2 separate regions of the Dromaius novaehollandiae genome follow, and region 1 is linked to region 2. The links are chromatin contacts, called in public Hi-C maps. All regions are on one chromosome and are shown on one strand. Each heading gives the region's core, a stretch centred on a gene start, on an enhancer-like site or on the middle of the called end of the contact. The rest is flanking DNA. Distances are from core to core; before and after follow the strand shown.

Evidence for each region. Hi-C and Micro-C count contacts between places; a contact is called where the count stands out from the background.
Region 1: a Hi-C map of brain shows a contact between it and region 2, with 4 times the contacts expected there. The contact joins two enhancer-like sites. A contact is called at or near these places in 2 of 4 Hi-C or Micro-C datasets (brain and ovary).

Annotation. Positions count from the first base shown.
Region 1 is chr2:7,967,168-7,971,173 of bDroNov1.hap1, forward strand. The region is part of intron 4 of PRKAG2 (protein kinase AMP-activated non-catalytic subunit gamma 2); the gene reads right to left. Among named protein-coding and RNA genes, the nearest start is that of PRKAG2, 89 kb to the right of the region's middle. Within about 2 kb of position 1,679, at least 2 of the 2 cell types and tissues checked have open chromatin away from gene starts, as enhancers often do.
Region 2 is chr2:7,859,976-7,864,588 of bDroNov1.hap1, forward strand. It overlaps PRKAG2 (protein kinase AMP-activated non-catalytic subunit gamma 2), which reads right to left. Exons shown (of 17, transcript XM_064505725.1): 7 at 2,329-2,438. Among named protein-coding and RNA genes, the nearest start is that of RHEB, 39 kb to the left of the region's middle. Within about 2 kb of position 3,291, at least 1 of the 2 cell types and tissues checked has open chromatin away from gene starts, as enhancers often do.

The DNA.
Region 1 (4,006 bases), core at 429-2,928, 110 kb after region 2:
CACCTTCGCCAAGGACACATTACAAAATCACTACTCATCCCTATTCAGTACCAAATGTCAAAGGCCCTTCTCACGCCCATGGGCTAGTACGGGAGACTTTGAAGGTATTGCACAGACAGAAGTGCTGTCTATCTCCTTTCCCCAGACTACTCAGTCGCTACCAGGCAGGATCACAACCAGGAGCACGGGAGGGCTCCTGGCAGAAGTGGCTGCAGAGCTCTCCTGCCTTGCTTGGAGGTGCCCAGGGCTCTGCTCAACCCGCTAAGGAATCCTGATGGGTCCTGAGGCCTTCCCCATCTGTCCACAGTCCACAGCTTGGCAACCCAAAAGAGGTCTCTGTTATCTTCAGCATCTTCAGACTCAAGCCACAAATGTATGTGGCTTGCGGGCCACATAAGAACTAGGGGCTGCCAGGCTGAGTCTAGAATTTAAGTACTTATTACACCAAATTGTGCACTTTTCTGCCCTGTGAATGGGTTCTTTCACTCCATATTTTCCCAGATCAGAAAACAGATCGATTCAACATTTATCATGTTTATTCAGCCCATTTTTCAGGTATTTTCCATGGACTTTATTTATGAAACAAAACACTGAGAACCTATGATCGAGATATTCTAAATTCAATCTGATACCTTAAGAGATGGATAAAACTGCAGAATCTAGCTACTTATCAAAAAAGATTTGATGCACAATGTGGTCATGACTTGCATTTGCTAAAATTCAGATAAAACAAGGTACTTAATAGAAATTGGGCACCTGAACGTGCTTGAAAATTCGTCCCTACATGTTTTAACGCATTTTTAAACTACAGATAATTAAAGGAAAAACAAGAACAAAAAAATGGTTTACTGAAATTCGATAGCCTGAGACTCCAAAACTCTATCTGTAGCTTTACGGTTGCTTAGATGACTACCCGTGGGGACACAAAGCTGCTTGCACGTGAGCACTGCCCTGCAGACCTCTCTGCTCCATGCAGCCAAAGGCCACCCGCCCTGACAGGCCACCGAGGTTCATCAACCTTTAGAGATGCTCCAGCTGCAGTTTCTATTCCCCCCGCATGCCAGCAACAGTCTCGAAAAGAGCAAATGTACATCTAAGGTCACTGTCTTCTTGTTTATACATCACAAGGAGTAACAACTCAGTTACCAAAAGCGAGTCGGATGGTTTCCGGCACATTCCACAGTTTAAATCGCAGGAAAGAAACAGAAGATGGGGATGAAGCTGGTTCCCAGGTCTGTCCACATATCCTACAGATGAAAGTTAGGGTGAAAAAGCTCCCTTTATTTGCACCATTGCACCTAAATCATTAGTGATTTGAAGAGAGTTTAAAAATTCCTTATTTCCTAGAAAGAGTGGTAATGAATATAGAAGTATATTGAATATATACATACTGAGTACATGTGCACCTATGCACGTTAGGAATAATACTGGCCATGTGAAAACTAAGATGAAATGGGAAACGCACCGAAAGAGCTCTCCAAATAAGGTAAGATAAATCACAATGGGCAGATTTTAGCTGGAAAACCCATCTGCTGCTGACAGCAGATGTCAGTAACTGGCACAGCGGAAATGGTGCTGAGCACGGCTTGTCTTTGTCCACGCAAAGCTGGAGGCAGCACCAGGTCAGCCGCAGCTGTTGACACGTGCTGTCTGCAAAAAGTCATTCCTCGGCTGTAGCTAAGACTGCAAAGAATCGCGTTACTCCCCCTTTCTGCCTCTGGGGGCAAAGCAAGATTGAGAAAGCATATTAGATGCATTTGCGCGCCGGGATTGGAAAACGAGGAAAACCAGAAATAGCCTTGCTCCTTTCCGAGGGTTTTACGCATACGCCATACACGCGTGAGATGCGCTGAGCTGGAGGTGAGGGTGGAAGGGCGCACGCTACGGTAAACCTGTTCCGAAGGGTCACCGGGCACTGCCCGTCCCTCCACAGCCTGCTGCCCTCGCCATGCGTGGCTGGTCCCCCGGGCCGGCACAGGCAGAGGTCCCGGCTGCCATGCAGCGGTCCCCTCTCGTGGTCTCCTGGCCTGTCGCGTCGGCAGGCAGGGGAATTGCGAACACAAGCCGGAAAACTGAAGATGAAAACATCCACAGCTCTCCGACGTCCTGATGCAAATTATAATTGACTTCTCTCTACCGCTGAGCCAAAAGCCGTGAGGGTCAGAGACTGTGGGAAGACTGTATCGGTTTAGTGAAGAGAAACCCAAATGCAGACTCCAGAATGGGTCACGCAGCCAGAGCCCGACGCTACGTGCAACGCCCACGCCTGGACGCTGTCTGTCCACAGGCTGAACTGCTCCGCTGCAAACTCCTACCCAAACGCTGCGAACAGGCAGTAAAATCGGGGGAGAAATCAATTGCAGTCTAAAGCCTGAAGAAAAACTTGAGTACGGCTCTGCCGCGGTTAGGAGGCCTTCAAGGGAGCAGAGCTTAATGTGGCCACATGAAGCCCCATCTCTTCCCTGGGCTATTGGAAATGAGAGCTGCTTGCTCCATCTACGGGTAAAAACTAGTACAGTCACAACCTTTTTTTGCACGGCGCATATTCTAAGCACGACCTGCTCTACCAAAAAAATAAGTTATTAGAATGAATAAGATACATGACAGCCTCTCCTTATCACCTGCATCCTTCTGAGCAAATACTATTTGTTTCTTTGTTACTGTAGCAGCAGGAGTCCTCCTTATGGATTATTTTTTAAGGCACCATGATTAATAGTACTGAATTTCAGAAGGGGGAAAATTATTTCCTAAGAGAAAGGAGAAAATTAAAATTTCACGTTGAAACATTTCCTTCCTCAAATACAGTGCAATTTCATTATTATTCAAACATAACTACTAGCTTTAAGGCGTGTGAAAGCTGGTGGGTGATTTTAAAGTTCTTCAAGCAACCTCTAATTCTTAGCTAATTTATGTTTTGATCCCATCCACAGTAGCCCATTTCAAAGCCTTAGGTCAAGGGAAACGTTTTAATTGATTTCCCTCACTGTTGGAAGAGGCAGCACCAGCAATGTGTCATGATTATTGCTATGACTTTAATTGGGAAGCAGGATTAGAAAATTCCCTGCTGTCCTTCAAAAAGGGCATTCAGCTACCTCCAAGTACAAAGCTACGTTTTTATGACTTAAATTTCATATAACCATGTACTTTTAATAAAATATTAATGGTATTTGATTTTAGCATATCCGCAGGGATAGCTTCCTAATTTCCACTCAGTAACTCGTATATGCACTGTCTCAGAAGCGAGATTTCAAGCAAGACTATGGAAAAAAGTAATCTGAATTGAGCAGATCTTTCTGCATTTATTTCAGATCACCTTAGTTTGCTTCACTGACAGTAAATTCGTGCTAATTTTTATTCTTTGTTAGCATTATACCTACTGATGTGAACTCATAAACAAAAGAAATGCATTTTCTTTCAAGCTGTGCACCCAGAGTTAGTACAGTTTGCACACTTAAAACTCAATAAAGTAGTAGAGCTCAGATCCCAAGCTGTTGGCCCTGAGAGCCGTTAATGCAGCGTTCATCTGCAAACCGAGCAAATCAAAGACAAACTGGAAAGCAGTTCCACAATGCCGATTTCAAACTCACTTTTCACAGCACCTCAGACTTTAATGTACATCTATTACCTCTTCCTTTGTTATTACAGCCTCTGAAATACAATCTCAAGTAAGTTAATATCTGCTCTATAATAGCATCCTGCCAGCTACGTGTCACAAGTACTATTCTAAAATTAGAAAACACCAATCTACTCTTTTTTTTTTCTTACCCAATCTTCTACCAATAATTAAAATGCAATTGCTCAGTGTTCCTTGGCTTTTCACTTGCCCACACTTTCAGAGATAAGTGAAAGTAGGTACCAAGCTTCACATCTCATCTATCTAAATCTCTGCAGGGTGCTGGCAGAAGATGCACGGATTTGGCAGATGCAAGGCGGGCGGTGGGCAGTGCTGGGTAGGGCTGCGCTTCACATACCAGGAGAGTTTCATCTCGCTGTTGGAAGTGGGAAT
Region 2 (4,613 bases), core at 2,041-4,540:
GGTGGGGTATTGGTGAAAGTTTTATTATCAATGACTAACCTGTTTTGCTTTATGGTGATGACTAACAAATTTCACTCACTCACACTCTGCTTCTCCAAGTATTATACCACATTGGCTCACCAACTGGAGATGAAACTCCAGCTTCCTGGTATGAATAGTGTTATCTCAACACAGCTGCAGTAAAGAAAGCTGGTATCTAGCATGACTTTATGCAATTCATCAACAGACCTGGGGAATCCAAAAGGAATAGGTGACCTGCCCTGATTAATTGGTTCATGAAGCAAAGAGGAAGACTTGTCTTTCCAACTGCAACAGTGACCAAGATCAAGCCGTTGACCTAGGTGATCACTGACAGCTCAGAAGTCAACTAATTGTAGGTCATGCCAACAGCAAGTTAAACATACCAATTCCCAAAAGATTATCTCATAGTGCAAGAATAAGTATCCTCTGGAATTAAAAAAAGGAAGCCAAGTCTTTTTAAAGAGCTGAGAGGCTGTCAATTAACATTACCACCCCAAACTTGACTTTTCAGGTGAAAGGGTCTGGATTCTTTAGCCCAGAACTAACAGTCATTCTCTCTTTTGGCCAGAACGAAGGAAAAGCTGTAGAACCCTTTCCCTCTGAGACGGTGAAAGAAAGTCAACAGGATTAACCTCCCACGGAATACAGATCCTAAGAGACAGAGAGAGCAGTCTCTGAAAAGGAACATGGCAAAAGAATGGGGTGAAGCATTCATTATGTCTAAATGTAACAGATGTTCTTCACTGATAGCTTGAGTGCTTAGATAATCACTGAGTCCATGCAACTGGTTCAGTGCAAGAACAGACGCAGCTGGAAGACTGTATCAAAACAGTCAAGAGGTGGAAGAGGCATGGAAAATTGATACTGTGAATATTTAAACTCTGTGCCTATGTGCTCAAAAGCTCTTCCTCCAAGACTCTCTCCTCCATCCCTAACCACAGATCAGATGTATTTTCACCACAAAATCCAACACCCAGTAAAGAACCCTTGGGAAGACGAAGGGAAAAAAAGTGACTGTTAAAATGATACTTAAGGTACTTTAAGTACCAAGGTACTTAAAAATGAAAAGATTCCAGTAAAAGTTTGCCTTGCTGAATAAAGGAGGAATAGGTCACCAGTGTCTCATGTCATATAAACTGCTATGTTCAGTGCTGCCCTCTTGGCTATCAGCTCAGGCTGGTATCAGCACCTGGCTATCAGCACCAGGAAGCCTTTTGGCACATGGGCAGGCTCCTATCCAGAGCCCTGTCTAAATTTTAATATAATTCTAGTACCAAATATAAATAGACATATTGCTCTACTAATTAAGTATCTGTTCGTACTCACATCAAAAGTTCCTGCCCCCTCAGGCAATGATCAACTCAAGAAGGATGAGTGCACCCCCAGGATGAGTGACTATATAAATTGACTAGAACACGTGCAATGCTGCCACACTACTTTTCCTTGTTGCATAGTGTAGGTTTTGCATCTTTGAGATTGTTGTACAGATAATCCTACATTGTAAAGGATTATCTGATACACAGGATAGTTCTGTGAACACTTTGGGACTAAATATCTATTATGTGGTTGTCTCTGACTGTGGGAGACTGAAATCCAACTGAGCAGTACATTCCAGCCAATATTACTTCACTGGGTTTAGTCAAGTCAAAATCGGAGCATCTCTGAACAAAAGAAACCTCCCACCAATTTCAAAATCCAGGAAACAGACAAAGAAAGCCACAACTCTCTACCACAACTCCACTCTGCTTCTACAGTGGGCAGCTAGTGCTTTCCTTTGGCAAATAAATTCTTCATGCAGAGCCAAGAGTCTAGCAGATGATGATTAAAAGCAAAATGAGAAGCTGAAAACAAAGATTTCCAGGAGAATTTAATAACTTGCAGAATTAAGCCATCCATTCTAGTCCTATATTGCTTTAACAATAGAGAAAGAGGAGGGTGAAAACGTCTGGATATTTCAAAACTGTTACAACAGAGATCTTTTTCAAATGAGCACAGGGTTATATTGACTTCTTCATGGCTATCAAATCTTATTCATCTACATTTATGTAAATTTTTTAGCTAGAGACTCCAACTACAATATAAATTCTATCTTCTTTCTGTTGAGCAAGGAAATCTTCCCCCATGTCCTTCTCTAATAGACCATGAAAGATATAGTTGAAACATTATGGGTTTTTGCAGTCAAAGCACAGTATTACAGGAGAGCTTCAAGAGATCAAATTTCATTTAACACTCAGGAAACATACATATTAGAAGAAAAACAAGTGAACTGCAAAAAAAAAAAAAAAAGACTGAAAGGAGAATACTCACTTGTAACGTAGTGTCGAAAACAACAAGCTTAGAGCTTGTCGGAACAATGTCATAACACTTGTGTGACCTCATGAATCGCACATAAATGTCACTTTCCGATTCTTCAAGTGCTGTAAATAAAAACATTGTTTCTTTAAGGTTATTTTAAATAAAACAATGTAAAAAGCATGCCAAATCAACTAAGCACTATTGCAGAAGGACATCCCTACAGCAAAACTCAAATTCACACTTTCAGATCTGGACAGACAGTTCATAGTTCTGAGTTTTGCATCTCAGATGCATCTTTCCTTTCCAATTACATAGTATAAAGATGAAATGTGCTGTTCTTCCTTAAAAAGAAAGGACTTTAGTACTGGAGATTTATATTAAAAAAAATTCCCATTTTTCCAATGGCAAACTATTGAATAGGCTCATACGCATACTAGATGCCTGAACTCTAGATATACACAACTTAATTTTCAAACTGACTTTTCCCCAAGATCTGGCTCAACTGACTCAAGCTCCTGAAATTAGTATTTCTCCGATCTTGTTTCTGTTCAGTATACTTTTCACTTAGTAATTTTGTATTTTCTTAAGAGGCAGTAGGCCAGTTTGGCAGATTATGCAATCAGTACCATCCTATTAAGGCTACTTAACACACACCATCACAAAACCCAGACTTAGTGATTTATGGAAACAGGATCCACTTGGGCCATTTAGAAAATCCTGGGGCAAGGATCAAACATGCAATGTAGTCTACAGTAGATTAAATTACATTTGGCAGAGTTTAGATGCAGATGCATCTAGTTTTCTGATCATCTCAGGTACTTCCTTTACTTTTAAAAAAGCCCTTTTCCCACTGAAACCCAAGCAGCATGAAATAGCAGTTCCGCAGAAATACAGAAGGGAAAAGAGTCCAATCAGGGAGAAGCAGGAGAGAGGGGGAGGAAAAACAAGTCATTTGCTGGAGTTATGTGGCTATAACGATCAGGACCAGAAGTGAAAACAGCAGGAGCCAAGAACAAAGACACTAGGAAACAACATGAGCAAAGTGACATGGAAAGTACTAGGCAGGCAGACTTGGAAAAGACTGGTGAGAAGCAACCTTGACGAGGTGATACCAAATGGACCCGGTACTTACTTGGCAAGGGCATAAAGAAGAAGAGGTTGAAAAAGGCAGGCTGGGACACAGAACCTCTTATACAGCACCATAACATAGTAAAAGCTTATCATCCTCTAACTCTTGCAATAGCTTAAATGGCTATTGTCTGTATAGGATGAATTTAATTACCATGTGATACGATGAGTTGTAGTGGGGTGGGGGTTTTGTTTTTAAATGCAAGATCTAGAGGGAGGAAGAAAACTAAACATTAAAAACAATACTATGAGAACATCTGGATGACAAAGTAAAAAAATCTGATCATGAGGAAGTTAAGGTTGCCTCCACAACCATAAGGACTCTGATACTGTATAGAGAGACTGTGTTTATTTATTTGAGTCTCTCTTCCCCCCCAGCCAGCACAATACACAGTGAGAACTGGGCTTGAACTGGTAAGTCAATCCCCCAGTAAATAAGACTTGTTACTAATATAATCAGTAACCATGGGAGAGATGTTGCATTGTCATGTTTTTTCCAGAACCACAGAAACTACAGTCTGGTACTACAGCCATGGAACAGCATGAAACTGTCTTTTCTTCCAGCTTTAGTCCCCTGCCTCTTTCCTTACGTACTTTCCAATTTCTGCAACAAGCAAAACAGTGATCCGACTGTTCTGAATCATCTGCAGGGCAAGCCTGTTCTTCGCACTGACAGAAATGGAGGTTCTATGAAGCTTTCGTCATGTATATAGAAATTACCACAAGCATAGGTACCCAGGGAAATTAATGCTCTAATTCTGAATCTGTATTTCCATCTGATTCTGTAGCCCTAATGGTGTTGTTTTATATACAATTAAGTATACTGCATGTAGAAGCAAGTGTTGGAAGACATCAAGCAGTTGATAAAAACAACTGTTTTGTAGTGTAAAAATATTTTTCCAGTTAAACCCTTAGCAGAGCACATCATTGTTCTCTACAGTTTTGCTGACTTACTAACAATTATGCAAGTTAATACATTACAATAGCAAATGCAGTAACCGAAAAGCAGGACGTGTTTCTCAGTTTACTCAGGTAATGCTGTCAGTGGCAGCAACGGTAGGGAACTCTGTATATTGACCACCACAAAGAACATGTGCCTACAGACCCTTCTCTCATTCATGACACGTTCCCACCACCAAACACATACCTTCCACTGAACCTCAACAACC